Linked DNA regions of Zea mays: region 1 is linked to region 2. A link is a contact called in public Hi-C data. All regions are on one chromosome and are shown on one strand. Each heading gives the region's core, a stretch centred on a gene start, on an enhancer-like site or on the middle of the called end of the contact. The rest is flanking DNA. Distances are from core to core; before and after follow the strand shown. Region 1 holds the start of LOC100857097 (acetylglucosaminyltransferase). Region 2 holds the start of LOC100281166.

Region 1 (7,496 bases), core at 544-3,043, 320 kb after region 2:
ATTTCAGAATTCTCAGGGAAGATGATGCTGTATTTACCAGTGAAGAGCTTGAACGCAGTTGGGACACTCCGTTTCTCTGTTATCCAGAAAACGTCAGACTTCTGCAGGCTGTATAGCCCAGGGTCGATGATCACCGGTTTCGCCCTCTGGTACCTACAGAGAGACATATTCAGCAACTGCAGAACTCGTGGGAGCATATAACAGAACTTTGAGAATTGAGACAAACTGCAAACTTACTCCTTCCATCCGATGTCACTGGTATGCTCAATGAAGTTAAGCTGCCTGGGCAACTCGGAGAGCACATGCAACAGGTCTGCCGATAGATAGACAAACCAGACAAACAAAGAGACAAGTTGATCACAACAGAAAAGCTTGCACCATGAACAAGTAGAAGAATCCATAAAACGGTAGTAAATCGAAAGGGAAGAACCAAAATAAGATTGCAACCAAGAGAGGGAGAGAGGCGACTCAGTGCGGGGCTCTTTTAAAAGAAAGAAATACACGCCCCAAGATTGACTTTCCCCTCCCTGATACCACCTAGAACTAGAAGCGGCAAAGATAATCAAATCTTACCAAATTCCCAGACCAATTGTGGAAGAACATGTCATAAATTAATCTCACCCCATTCCCAAGTGGCAACTCCAAGCCCACGTATAAGATCGCATGTTTGGCGAACACTCGCAACCAAACACTGTACGCCAAATTTCAAATCCCCATCGTCCAGTGACCCAAACTTGGAATTGATTTTGCCCGGAACGCAAAGATCGCGCCTTTAGAAGCACCGAAAAAATAGGATGAAAGGTCGCGTCTTCCCGCGACGGATAGATCCAATCGCGGAACTGGGGGGCCGAAGGAGGCAGATCGCATCTGCGCTTACCGTCCTGGGTGACGAGTGGATAGTCGGAGGCGGAGAGGTTGATGAACCAGTCCCAATCACCGCCCTCGCGCAGCAGGATGGCAGCCGCGTGCAGCGTATTGGCCACCATGGTCGGGCCACGGTAGGTGACCAGGTTCGCCCGTGTGACGACCTTGACGTTGCGGAACCTGGCGTAGACGGGGTCGGCGCGGACGGCAGCGGCGAGCTCGGCGCGCTCGGCGGCGGGAGCCTCGAGGTCGAGGTGCACGACGTACGTGTTTGCCGGGTGGTAGAGCGCCCTGAGCGTCCGGCGCAGCGCGGCTCCGTCCCCCGCGGAGCCGGAGACGAGGTAGGCGATCCTGGGCACGGCGCCGCGCGCGGGGCGCTCCTCGGCCCGCATCTGCTGGCGGAGCTTGGCCTCGACGAAGAGGGGCTCGGCGGAGGCCGCGGAGGGGAGCGGCGAGAAGGAGAGGAGCAGCGCGCGGGAGGAGGAGAAGAAGAGCGACGCGGAGATGAGGATCGACGAGAGCAGGACCGAGGCCAGCAGCGGCGCCGCCCACCGCCGGTGAGCGTGGATGTGTGCCGCCGCCCCGGCCGCGCCGGAGGAGCCCGGCGACGGCGGCTTCGCCTCTAGCATCCCCCTGTGCTCCACCCCCCGCCCCCCTTCCTCCTCCTCCTCCGGCGGGGCAGCGGTGGACACCGGATCGCGCCGCGCGGGCAGCTTAATTAGAGGGCCGGCGACGGTTGGTGCTCGCACGCGATGTGGCGTGGCGAGGTTACCGCGGGCGCCGCGGAGGTGGAGGGGGAAGGGGAGGACGGGGGCACGGGCAAGAGAGCGCGTCGCGGTGGACGGTCTCGTGAGTGAGTGCTGCTGGGTGGGCGGGTGGGTTAACCTTTGCGTTGGTGCGCCGCTGCCTGCCGGTCGCGTCGGGTTGGCGTTGGCCCTCCAGTCAGGCATGGCCTCGTGGCATCTTCTCGTGCCGCTGCCACGGATGGAGATTGATGACGGACCCAAAAGCCTCGTCCTGCCGTGTGAGATGGAGAAGATCGGTAGAGTGAGGTGTTGGGTTTGGATTTTCTTTTTTGTGCTTATCTTGCGGAATGACTTATTCTTAATCCTGAATCCATTTATGAGAGATTCTGATATTTGCCATCAGCATGAAACATGTTTGTAAAATTGCCATCAGACCCACATTTCATAGACCCAGCTGGACCCATAATTCATAGACACAGTGGTAATTATAACAAGAAGACAACATTGTGAGCGGCAAAAATCCAATTATTTCATTTATAAACTGCGTTGCGTTGTGTCGTCTACATTTTCAATCCTGTTCCTTCCTAAGGCCTACTTTGGAATGGAGGATTAGTAAAACATAGGGATGAAAAAAATGTAGGAATAGAGTTGCATGTCACCTTCAATTCCACAGGAAAATTTTCAAGAGGTTGGACCTCATGTTAAAAAACCTCCAAAATCTCACTACAATGCTCAATTCCATAGGAATTTTATAGGATTTGTTGCAACTCAATCCTTTGTTCCAAAGGACCACATAGGAAAACTTTCTATAGGGTTTTAATCCTTTAAAATTCCTTCACTTTTCCCTTGTTCCAAAGGAGGCCTAATAGTAGGTCTAGGAGTACGTAGTAGTAGTTGATTAGGTCCAGCTCCCGCCAAAACTGATTGTAAGGACGGCGACATTTAATTTGTGCTAAATACTGTTAGATATGTTTATTTTGTACAGATCTTAAAGGACATTAAATCCAAACTGAAATTTATCCAGATTCATATTTAACTCTAAGAAAGGAAACCAAAAGCTTGTACTTGGCGGCATAATGGATCTTTAACTTGTTTTGTCTTCTTATAAAGGCTTAACCCATATTCTTAATTTGGCTTGTCCTGCATTTATATGTAGTGATTTCTTACCAACTTATACCTAAAACATTGTTTTTCATTGTTCTACGATGTATATTGTATTGTTCGTAGAGCGGAGTTTGCATATGGGTATAGGGATGAGTAAGCTGCTGGAGACAGTCTTAGATTGATGAAGTTGTTTTGTCTGTATACAATAAAAAGTTGTTGGATTAGAATAATCCTAGGCCAACCAAATAACATACTTTGGCCATGAATCGTAATTTGGTCAAGCTATAAATTATATTATTGCAACAAAAAAAACTGTCGTTGTAAGTTGTAAGCCCGTGCACAGAACGTGTAAATGGACATACAAAACGTTGTTTTGCATAGTAGGTCGTAATATTTACACTGTGAAGTTTGAAATAGTAAATAAGATAATGACCCTTGTGCAGCACTACAAGTATTAAAATGAACGTACAGTCATCCATATATGTGTTTTAGCCCTTTTATTATTAAGATCCTGTTGAACCTAAAGCTGCTGAAGAACAAGCATAGCTAATTAAATCAAAACAATTTAGTATTTCTTCTTCTCTTATCCACTTCAAAAAAAAATGTTTCTGCCTGTTGAAGGCATGTTTGGATGTGAGGACTGAAAATTAGCCCACCTTATAAAAATGAATTAAATATAGACTAATTATAGCCTAATAAGGGTAATGAACTCTAACCATCAATTAATCATCATTACCTTTTGTTCGCCTAAAATCAGTCTATATTTAGACTTTTTAATTGGCATTCGTAGAGGCTAATTGTTGGCCCCTGAATTTAATAGGCCCTAAGTGTATAGCATAGGTTTTATCCTCTTTGTCGATTGACAATTGCTGAATGGATGCCTCTGCTTTCGACATAGTATATGCAGAAGCAAGAAATATGTGTACTCATATGCCGAGTGGACGCCATGAGTACAACAAGTCTTCGATGGCATCATGGAGCTGAAAAGAAAGTCGTCTACGCCCCGTTTGGATTATTGGAATTGAATTCCATTCTAATAATAATAATTTAGGCATATATCAATTAAGCTAATTCACTTTTATACAAAATATATTTGTATACTATTATTAACAAGATATCGTAGATATTTATGTGCTACATTTTTACTATAGAGGAGTAGAACGAAGAATGTCATGTAAGTTACATATTAGAAACAAATTCTAATCATGCATAAAATCATTTCCTATTCTCCACTCTATGAATTTGAGATAGGCTTATATCTGAACTTTAGAAAGTGGTGAAATGCTAAATTCCAAACTAAATAAGTTACTTTATTCAGTGAATTCCAATTCCTTTAAAACGAAAGGATCCAAACGCCCCGCTAGAGAAAATCTTCCTCTCCTATTACGATTCTAGAGAAAGTCGTCTAGAGAAAATCGTAGAGGAAAATACACCGTGTTGGATGTCGCCACCTGGCACCTGCACAGTACAACTTCGATTTCTCTTGAACTTACCTTTTAGAACTATAGAACTCGTCTTAGAGGACAATGACAGATAAGACATAACCATCTATACATTTCAGGATTATAGATATGTATATCAAGCGAGCTGTTTTTTTTGTTAGATAAATGGGAGTGAATAAGATGAAAATACTCGACCAATGGTATTTATATTTTTAAGAAAAAATAAAACTAATTATACACTAATAAATATGCATTAATACTAATTTTGTTATGATAAATAACTCATCCCGAGTAAAATATATTAAGTTGCACAAGTAAGAATATAAGCATGCTTTATTTGTGGAGCCAATTGTATATTTGGGACTTTAAACATAGTGTTTCGCAATATTGCCATCCAAAAGATTTAATTCGCAAAAAAGAGACTACAAATATGTTCTAATTGATTATACTACCATTTACTATATAATCTTCCTTTTATTACTTCTTTCCCTGTATTTTGTACCTAAGGAGACCAAATTATCTTGTGTGTGCGTTCTGTCTCCACGCCGCCATGGACGACCGCCCACCGCCTTGGCCACGGCCACCCTGTACCCCATCCAGGCCCTCAGGCTCACCCCTGCTGCACTGTCCGTCGGGCTCCCATCGAGCTCGGCCCTGCGCGCGCTGGCCAAGGCCGCGTCGACCGCCACGTTGGGCGAGATCGCACTAGGCGAGATCGCGCTGGGCGATGTAATGTTGGACAGGGGCGCCTCGTCGGCATCATAAGCCTAGCCCAGGGACACGTCGACCATGGAAGTTGTATCATCGTCCTGATGTTTCATGAGTATTACGTGAACATTAAGAGTTGTTTGCATCCTGCAAGTTACAAATATCAGCTTCCTGGTTTCTGCGCAGACAAGCTGCAACTTGCAAATACTAGCTTCCTGGTGTTGCAATTGGCTTCCTGTTGGCCAGCTGTTGATCCTATTGAGCGCGAGAGCGAAGACGAGTAGTAAGTTCAGTTAGTGCCTATAATTATATACGGGTAAAAATGGCTAATCAGGGACAAGATACATGAAATTAGATTAGAAAAGCAAGACAATACTTTAAATGGTAGTATAATCAAGTAGAAGATATTTGTAGTCGCTTTTTTGTGACGTAAATCTTTCGGATGGCAATATTGTGAAGCGCTATATTTAGAGTCCCAAATATATAATTATCTCTTTATTTGTGCATGTTTATATAATTATGGTGTTTTTTACACTTGTGGGGGGCCTATCCCACCGTCTCTATTTCGAACTCCACTTTGTTTACGATACCAAAACAATAGTATGCACACTAATTTAGGCCTACCGGTGAGAACAACCTTATAGGTGCATGTTTAGGAAAAGATGGAATATATTCGATACTGTTGTACTGCCAATTCCATTTTTCTGATGGCCTAGCACTACAAAACAAATCCATGTTGAAATAAGATTTTACCGGTATGCTGAGACAGCGAAACTCAGAAATCAAGTTTTCGTAACAGCACGCTGACTGCTATCAGTATAGTAGATGTGATTTGCAAACACATCCTTTTCATCAAGATTGTACGAGAGGAAGGTCCATCAGAGATCGATCTACCGTGGTTTGACACCAGGTCTGATAGGAGTGGTGCCATATGTATAGTCGTCAAGTGATGTGTGACATTGTAGCTGTAATGTAAACGCTTTTCTTTTTTTTTTCTTGAATACGCAGGAGAGCTGCGTATTTTTGTATTAAGAACAAGAATAAAATGGGGAGAAAAAACCCCAGTACAAAGGTGTTACATTTGGCAAACCAAAACCAAAAAACACACCCCAAACAACTAAGACACCTAAGACACCTCTTCTAAATGAAAGAAAGAGAGCGCTTTGGCTCCAGCCATACGCCAACCCATCAACTCCTCCCTTGCAGCTGCCAACACCACCGCAGCGCTAGGGTTACAGTTATCAAAAACACACCTATTTCTATGCTTCCACAATAAGTGATGCATTTTACATATCCCGGCCGGAGGAGAGCTATCCTTTCCTCTCGATGTATTGTGCTTGTGCACGACCGTTCACAGGACTACAAGAGCCACAATCACGTGTCACAAGCATTGAATATAACGTCTTTTTGCCTAATAATTAATGTATGCCTCCGTGTCATGTGGACTTGAGTTTTTGAAGTATTCAACATAAAATTGGCCCTAACTTCATCTTTTTTTTGCAAAGTTTGTGGGGTTGAAGAAAAGGAGTGAAACGGAATAGTCTAAGTTTCATAAGAGAAACTTTAACAGCTCCTTACTTTCATTCCTAAAATCATGATTTAGTAAAAAAACAAAAAAACAAGCTCTCCAACAGCTCCATAATATTTTAGACTAAATATAGGGAGCTGGTAGAAGGTGAGCTTTTGTTTAGGTCTAAATATGTTTAGGGAGATCCTAATATGGAGATATTGGGAGCTAAAATGTGAGTAGTAGTTGATGATGCTCTAACAAGGCTCGTAGCTAAACATAGATACTCAAATCGCTAATAGAGCCGTTAAATTTGGGTGGGCACATAAATTCTTTGTCCTCTCTCCGGCTCTTATTCCAAACAACTTCTAGACCACGTTATTCCCAACAACCTCTAAAACAAATCTTATCACAAACACAAGTTACCATGCAAACGAATAAAATGAGCACAACTCTTGATTGACAGCGCAAAAGTACTTGTATCTTGTTAACCAAGAGATTAAAACCCACAACCTAGCAGCATTTTGTTACTAATACAACAACAAAATTTTAAGATAGACGTTTAGCTCTGCTCCTCTGCCTTGGCAGCTTCCCTCTCCGCATTAGCTGCCGCCATTAGCTCATCAAATTTCTCCGTCTTGCCCAACACTATTTCGATCTAGACACAGTAACATTATTAACATAAAAACAAATAATTTGCTAGTACCTCTTCAGCATTGTTAATTTCTTAGAAGGGGAGATGTTCACCTTGGCATCTGAATAGGGTGAGCCCTTGAACCATCCTTGACATCGACTGTGGATGTCATGATCTCTGGAAAACAATTCTCATCAGATGAAGATGCAATCATGCAAAGATGAATCACAATGACGAAGTATATATACTACAAATCCTTACTCTTCGCAACAGCAAGACCATTATTTTTCAGGATTTCAGCAACAGTCACCATAGTGGCAATGGCTGAAATACCAACATGTTGTAATTAAGAAGTACAACATGGACAGGGTCAAGATATACCACAAAGTGAAGAGTATTGTTGCAAAATATAATTAAGATGCAAATGAAAAGTGGAGAAGCACGGGCCTAGTGCAGTGGTGAGAGTTATCTCATTAAGTTACTAGGACACA
Region 2 (6,749 bases), core at 1,846-4,345:
TAAATAGGGATAGGGAGTCTGCTGGAGTTGGTCTTTGGGCAAAGCGTCATTTTTCGCGTGTTGCTGGATCATTACCATAACATATGGGCATAGCACAAGTAGAACCGAAACACAACCTTTATTTATCTTCAGAGGAAGGTTGCAAATATTACAGTGTTTAAACCACCTGCCTGTCAAAATCAGGTCTCTGCAGAAGAAAAACAACCACACAGGGCTGTGAAGGCAAAAGGCTCTGTAGAATGAACCTTGCAAAGGCCAGATCCCCAAGCACATAGGCAAACCATACCGACACTTCCGCCCATGGCCAACAACACACTGCACTCGGCAAGATTGCAGGCACCCAGACATCAAAGACATGGAGCTAAGTTTCTCTGAATGGAGACACCGACAGTTGGGACTTGATACAATTGCACTCAAAAGAATGTTGATGTCTGCAATTCTGGATGGAGAGTTGCAACCACCGACAACTGGACTTGCTACAATTGCAATCAAAAGAGTGTTGATGTCTGCAGCTCTATAACCAGGAATACCGGAAAAGAACACACACTTGACACAGATACTTGGGTTTCAAACACAACTTGAGAAACTGCATGGTGGAACGACTGATCACGAGGGCTTAGTTTGGGACAAAAGGGGGCAGAGTGCCATAGCAATGGCTGCCAAAGGCTCAAGAAACAGAGATCCTCACAGGAGGATTCCTGCAAAAAAATGAGCCTCCGGAAAAAAACACCCCCCTCGGAAAACAACTGGCCCTAGGACGACGACGAACAGAAGACCCACCATGACACAAACACGAGCCGGAAACCAGACTCAACTACAGAGCATAGACTTGAGTACTAAACTACTGCTTCGGTCGTGTATTTGCATCCGGAGAAGGTTGACCTAGCATCTCCAGCGACGAATAACCGCCGTGTTCCTCTAAGCAAGGATGTCGCACCGCCAGAGCTGCTTCTCCAGGGACGCGATGTTGTGGTTGCCAATGAAGTTGAACTGGAGATTCAGCCCCTCCAAGGACGAAGACATGCTGCCTAGGAAAGGGACGCTCTTCTGGGTGACCTTCATACAGCCGGACAGCGAGAGGACGCGCAGCCTGAGCTGCTTTGCCGCTGCCAAGACCGCGACGCCGTAGTCGCTGACCATGCAGTTCGAAAGGTCGAGCTCGGCGAGCTGGCTGCAGCTCTCAGAGATGGCGAACAGGCTTGCATCGGTAATCTTGCTGCATCCCTCGAGACTGAGGTGCGCAAGGGAAGCGCCGTGGGCCTTAACCAAGGCGGAAACAGCTGCATCCGTGAGATTCTCGCAACCGTTCAAATCGACGTTGACCAGCCCACTGTTTGAACTCTTTATCAGTGGAAGGAAGCCGCTGTCGGTGACTGCACTAAGGCCACTCAAATTGACGTTCTCCAGCTGAGGGCAGATCATGCCCACCACGGCAAGGCTGGCGTCGGTGAAGCCTGGGCAATCCTTGATGGCCAGGGAACGTAGTGATTTGCATACCGGAAGTTGTGCAGGTGCGGAGCAGATGTCCTTGATCCCGACGCACTTGGACAGGGAGAGAGACTTAAACTTTGGGCTGCAGTTGAGGAGGAACGCAAGAATGCCCGTAAGAGTAACCCTGCTGCATTCCTCGATCTGCAAGTTCTCCAGGACCTTAGATGATTCTGCAAATTCCTTGAGACATCCATCTGAGACCTTGCTGCACCTCTTGAGGTTAACAAGCCTCAAACTTGGGCTGAACTTGGCGACAGATGCAAGAGCAAGATCCGTGAGTCCCGGGCAGGAGACAACAGTCATTCGCCTGAGCTTCTGCAGGCCCAGGGCATTGGCCATCACCCAGAATCCCCTCTCACCGACAGCAGGGAGGCGAGAAAGGGTCAGGTCTTTGATTGACTTCCCGTAGTACCCGATCACAGCAAGGGAAGCATCAGTAATGTTCAAACCCTGAAGCCGGACCTTTGTCAACGAAGAGGCGGTCGCAGAGCAGACGAGGCCAGACACACCCTGGTCATCGACGAGTGCGCAATTCTTGATGCTAACCGCCTGTAGCTTGGCGCAGAAACGACCTACAGCCTTGAGACCCTCGTTGGCCACACCGGAGCATCCCTCGATGGTGAGCGACTTCAGTTCCGGGCAACCCTGAGCAACCGCGGCGAGGCCCTTGTCCGTGATCATAGGGCAGCCAGAGATGTCAAGCCGCTCCAGCGAGTGGCACTCGGCCGCGACCTCGGCGAGCCCGGCGTCCGTCACCTGCGGGACATCCCACAGGGTAAGGGAGCGGAGCTCTGGGCAGCCGCGGGCGAGGGCGGAGATGCCGGCGTCGGTGACGCCACGCGCGGGGTGGCTCCCGCGGACGGAGACGGCAGCCAGACGGCCGGCGACGGCCGCCGCCGTGAGGCGCGCGTCCGTGGCCTCCATGCCCTCGAGGGTCCTCTCGCGGGCGTCGCCGTCCAGGTCCATCAGATCGGCCTCGTCGTCCTCGCTGAGGTACTCCTGGTTGAGGTCCGGCACGGCGGGGGCGGCCGGGGCCAGCACGGCCTCAGAGGCGCGGATGCCGGCGAGGAGCGCGAGCCAGCGGCGGGAGACGCAGGCCGACGCGCAGCGCGCGCGGGTGCCCTGCACGCGGCGCAGGACCTCGAAGAGGCACTCGTCCGGCAGCGCGTCCAGGGGCATCTCATCCCCGCGCTTCTGCCTCTTGGGCGCCGCCGTCACGGGCTCCGCGGCCGCCGTCGCGAACACGCGCTTCCGCGACCGGACGCCGGAGAGAACCGCATCGCCTAATCGAAGAAACGAGGGGTAAGAACACACGAAAAGGGAATCCAATCCCCAAAGCGGCAACTGCAAATCATCAACCCCTTAGCCAAAAGCAAAGGCCTTTACCTCTGTATCCCTGGAACGGAGACATGTCGAGCCGCAAAAGACCAAGAACGCCGTCGATGAAGCCGAAGCTTGCTCCCAGAACGCCGGAAAAATCGAAACGAAGAAGGGCGGATTTAGAAGACGGACGCCGAACCCTATCGCTTACCGCGACAGGGAAAAAATGGCGGATGAGCCGGAACGGACGGGTTAGGGGCAGAGGAGAGGAGGTGGTGGTGGGGTGGGGAAGGAGTGCCCGGTGGCGCCGGCGTTTTATGTGGTGGCGAACCCGGGAGGCAAGTTGCCCAAGTTGGCGCAATTCGTACCCCTTCCCTTCTGGATCTGCTGGGTTCATTGAATCTTACCTCTCCGTCTCACTGTCTGAGGTAGAGGAGATGCACTGTACTGATGCAAATCAGGCTACTGCTTCACGTAATACAGCAAATGAAAAGACCTAACTGCAGTTTGGGTCTAAGCTTTTCATACATTCTCTTTTAGGTGTATGAACCCTTAAAGTGCTTCAAATTCATTTGAAATGAACTTGTTGACGCTTTTTTGGAGCGCCAATCACTCAAGAAGAACCGGCGGCGGTGCCCTCTGCACAGGGGCGGACGGTCCGCGCGCAGGGGCCGGACGGTCCGCGGCCTGGTGCGAGACGGCGACGCTCTCTGGTCGGACGCGGACGGTCCGCGGCACAGGGCCGGACGGTCCGCGACCTGGTGCAGGAGCTCGGGTTCCCTGCCTGACGGCCGGACGGTCCGCGCCCTAGGGCCGGACGGTCCGCGCGTGCGCAGGGGCGACGGTAGATCGCCGACGGCGCCTGGATCTCGCTCCCGGGAGGGACCCCGTCGGGGAGGAGAGATCCTAGGAGTTGTCTAGGCTCGGGCAGGCCGACCTAGACTCCTCTAATCGACGTAGAGTCGAGGAGAGGCGGAGAATTTGGGGATTGGAATACTAAACTAGGGCTAAACTAGAACTAGACTAGAACTACTCCTAATGCATAAGGTAAAAATGAGTAATAGACTTGATTTGTTCGATTGTTGGGGGTTCAATCGGCCGTAGCCCTTCATCTATATAAAGGGGGAGGTCTGGATCCGTTTCCAACTGTTTCCCGAGTTAATCCTGCGGTTTTAGGTAACAAATCCCGCGAGAAACTAGGAACCCTAACTGACTCTGCGCGCGCGCGGACCGTCCGCGCCACCACCGCGGACTGTCCGGACCGCGGACCGTCCGGCCTCAGCGCCGGACTGTCCGCGCTGCTCAATTTGACTTCCAACATATGCCCCCCTGCCTTTTGGTGAAGGTTGATGAACCAAAAGCATATGAACTAAGCCTGATGTAAGTCACCGGCTTTTCAATATGGAGCTCATTCAATAAAGCACCAATGTATAAAGGCCGTTTCAGATTGTATCTTTCTCGGCCATGACCGTTTGATCAATGGATCAATAGGAATAGAATGGAGGTGCCCCCCAGCCTGGATAGACAAAGGGACTATACATATACCATGGATTCATCATCGTACCATTCCTTGTTTGAACAGGATAATATACCGACGATGAGTAAACGGGTGGAAAGTACCCTGGTCTCATAGGATGAACAGACGATGCTTGTCGCGTCGCCTTTTGGGCCATTTTGTTCGGCCGTTTCGTTTTAGTAGGTGACCGGGGTTTCTTTGTTGACCGATCACGTGGAATGGTCTTTTTGCTAGCATTTTTGGAGAGCAACTGATCAACAGTAGAGTCAGCTTTGATCAGTCGACCATTTGTGCTTCGCCGTTGTGTCTCCTTCCCTTTTAAGGTTTTGTGTGGAGGCTGACGCCTTTGGGCATAGGAGGACTGTCCGGCAGAGTTAGCCGAACCGTCTATCTGAACACCGGACCGTCCGCTCGTAGGTGCCAGATCGTCCGTGATGCTCAGGACAGGCTGTCGTGCTTGACTCATTAATTGTGCCTGCCCCCCGGTGCCTCCGGACTTTTTAGCCTTATTGTCCAAAGCCTTTCGAACAATCTCCTTTTGTGATATATTCGACGTGCGAGGACTACCAATGATTATGTCTTTGCTTTTGCCTTTATCGGCCATTTCGGGCCGAACTAAGATCTTTTTGCATGCGATATCTATTGTATTAACAGGAAATGGTTGTGTGTCCACTTGCATTTCCTGAAAAGCCAATCGGCCCTCATTTATGGCCGATTGTACCTGTCGACGAAAAACATTACAGTCATTGGTGGCATGAGAAAAAGAATTATGCCACTTACAATAAGCACGTCTCTTTAATTCATCTATAGGAGGGATAGTATGAGTTAATTTAATGTTGCCATTTTTAAGTAACTCGTCAAATATTTTATCGCATTTGGCAACATTAAACGTAAACTTAACTTCTTCTTGTCGATTCTTTCGAATCGACTGTGAAGCAGAACATGGTGAAGGTTTAGCCTGCCCTGGCCGTGGATTCATCGTCCGAGTTATCGTATCCCACTAGATGCATCTTATGGCTAGCCGATTTTGATGTTTCCTTACTTCGGCTTTCACATGTCATAGCCCGCTGGTGCAAGTGCACTAGCGAAAAGAATTGAGTGCCATCTATTTTTTCTTTTAAGTAGGGTCGCAACCCATTGAAAGCTAGCCCTGTTAGTTGTTTTTCCGCGACATGAATCTGAAAGCATCGGTTTCTAGTGTCCCGGAATCTCCGGATATAGTCATTAACCGATTCTTCAGGCCCCTGTCGGACTGAAGCTAAGTCAGCCAATTCTAACTCATGTTCTCCTGAGAAGAAGTGCTCATGAAATTTCTGCTCTAATTCTTCCCAAGAGTTAATAGAATTTGGTGGCAAAGCAGCGTACCATGCAAATGCAGTATCAGTAAGGGACAACGAGAATAAACGAACGCGGTAGGCTTCCCCATCAGCCAATTCTCCCAAGTGTGCTATGAATTGGCTTATATGTTCGTGTGTGCTTTTCCCACTTTCACCAGAAAACTTAGAGAAGTCTGGTATTCTAGTTCCCTGTGGGTATGGCACGGTGTCGAATCGGTGGCTATAAGGCTTCCGATACGATTGCCCTGTACCTGACACACTAACACCGAGTTTGTCCCTGAACATCCCGGCTACCTCGTCTCTGACCCTCTCTGCCATGTCTGGCGACCATCCATTGAGTTTGTGGGTGGAGATTTCAGGTTGCCTGACATTACTCTGTCGGCTTTCCTCCCAGGTATGTTTGAGGTGTGTGTTAGGTGTCCTATTAATGTCACCAGCTCCTGCCCTATACCCCTCAAGCTCTCTTGTGGCCGAATAGTATTCAGCCCTATGTCCATGAGGTGGTATGGCATGATTATAATGTGTTGCTGGTGGGGCACCATAATGTTGCTGCGATGAATGTGGGAACTGTGCGTATTGCGCAGCTCTCGGCTCTGTGTATGCATATCCGGACGGTCCGGCGTAAGAGGCCGAATGGTCCGCGACCTGGCCAAATGGTCTGAAGGTATATCCAGATTGTCCAGCCGTATATGGTGCTACGTGGGTAGTCTCGTACCCAGACCGTCTGTCGTAAAGAACTGGACGGTCCGCGATCGGGCCGAATGGTCCAGGGCTGTACCCGGATGGATCGGCCATATATGGCGTGACTTGGGCAGTCTGCGCATGGACCCGTGTAGAGTCGGATGGTCCAGCGTAATACGTCGGCCGGTTCATGCCATATCCGGACGGTCCGACGTAAGATGGCGGACGGTCCGCAACATATCCGGACGGTCCGGCGTGATGCACCGGACGGTCCGTGATGGGGCCGAAGTGTTCAGGGTTGTATCCTGATGGTCCGGCCATGTACGGTGCGACCTGAGTGTTTTGTGTGCGGGCCTGCATCTGGTCGGACGGTCCGGCGAAATACGCCGGACGGTCCGCGGTAT

What was found. A called contact is a pair of places that touch in the nucleus more often than the background predicts.
Region 1: a Hi-C map of leaf shows a contact between it and region 2, with 8 times the contacts expected there. The contact joins the promoter of LOC100857097 here to the promoter of LOC100281166 in region 2. A contact is called at or near these places in 5 of 25 Hi-C or Micro-C datasets (ear, endosperm, leaf and 1 more).

What each region holds. Positions count from the first base shown.
Region 1 is chr6:112,851,964-112,859,459 of Zm-B73-REFERENCE-NAM-5.0, forward strand. LOC100857097 (acetylglucosaminyltransferase) reads right to left here and starts at 1,794. Exons shown (of 4, transcript NM_001254771.2): 1 at 878-1,794; 2 at 238-313; 3 at 38-153. The coding sequence starts at 1,493.
Region 2 is chr6:112,528,630-112,535,378 of Zm-B73-REFERENCE-NAM-5.0, forward strand. It overlaps LOC100281166, which reads right to left and starts at 3,096. Exons shown (of 2, transcript NM_001154085.1): 1 at 2,878-3,096; 2 at 104-2,774. The coding sequence starts at 2,902. The coding sequence ends at 919.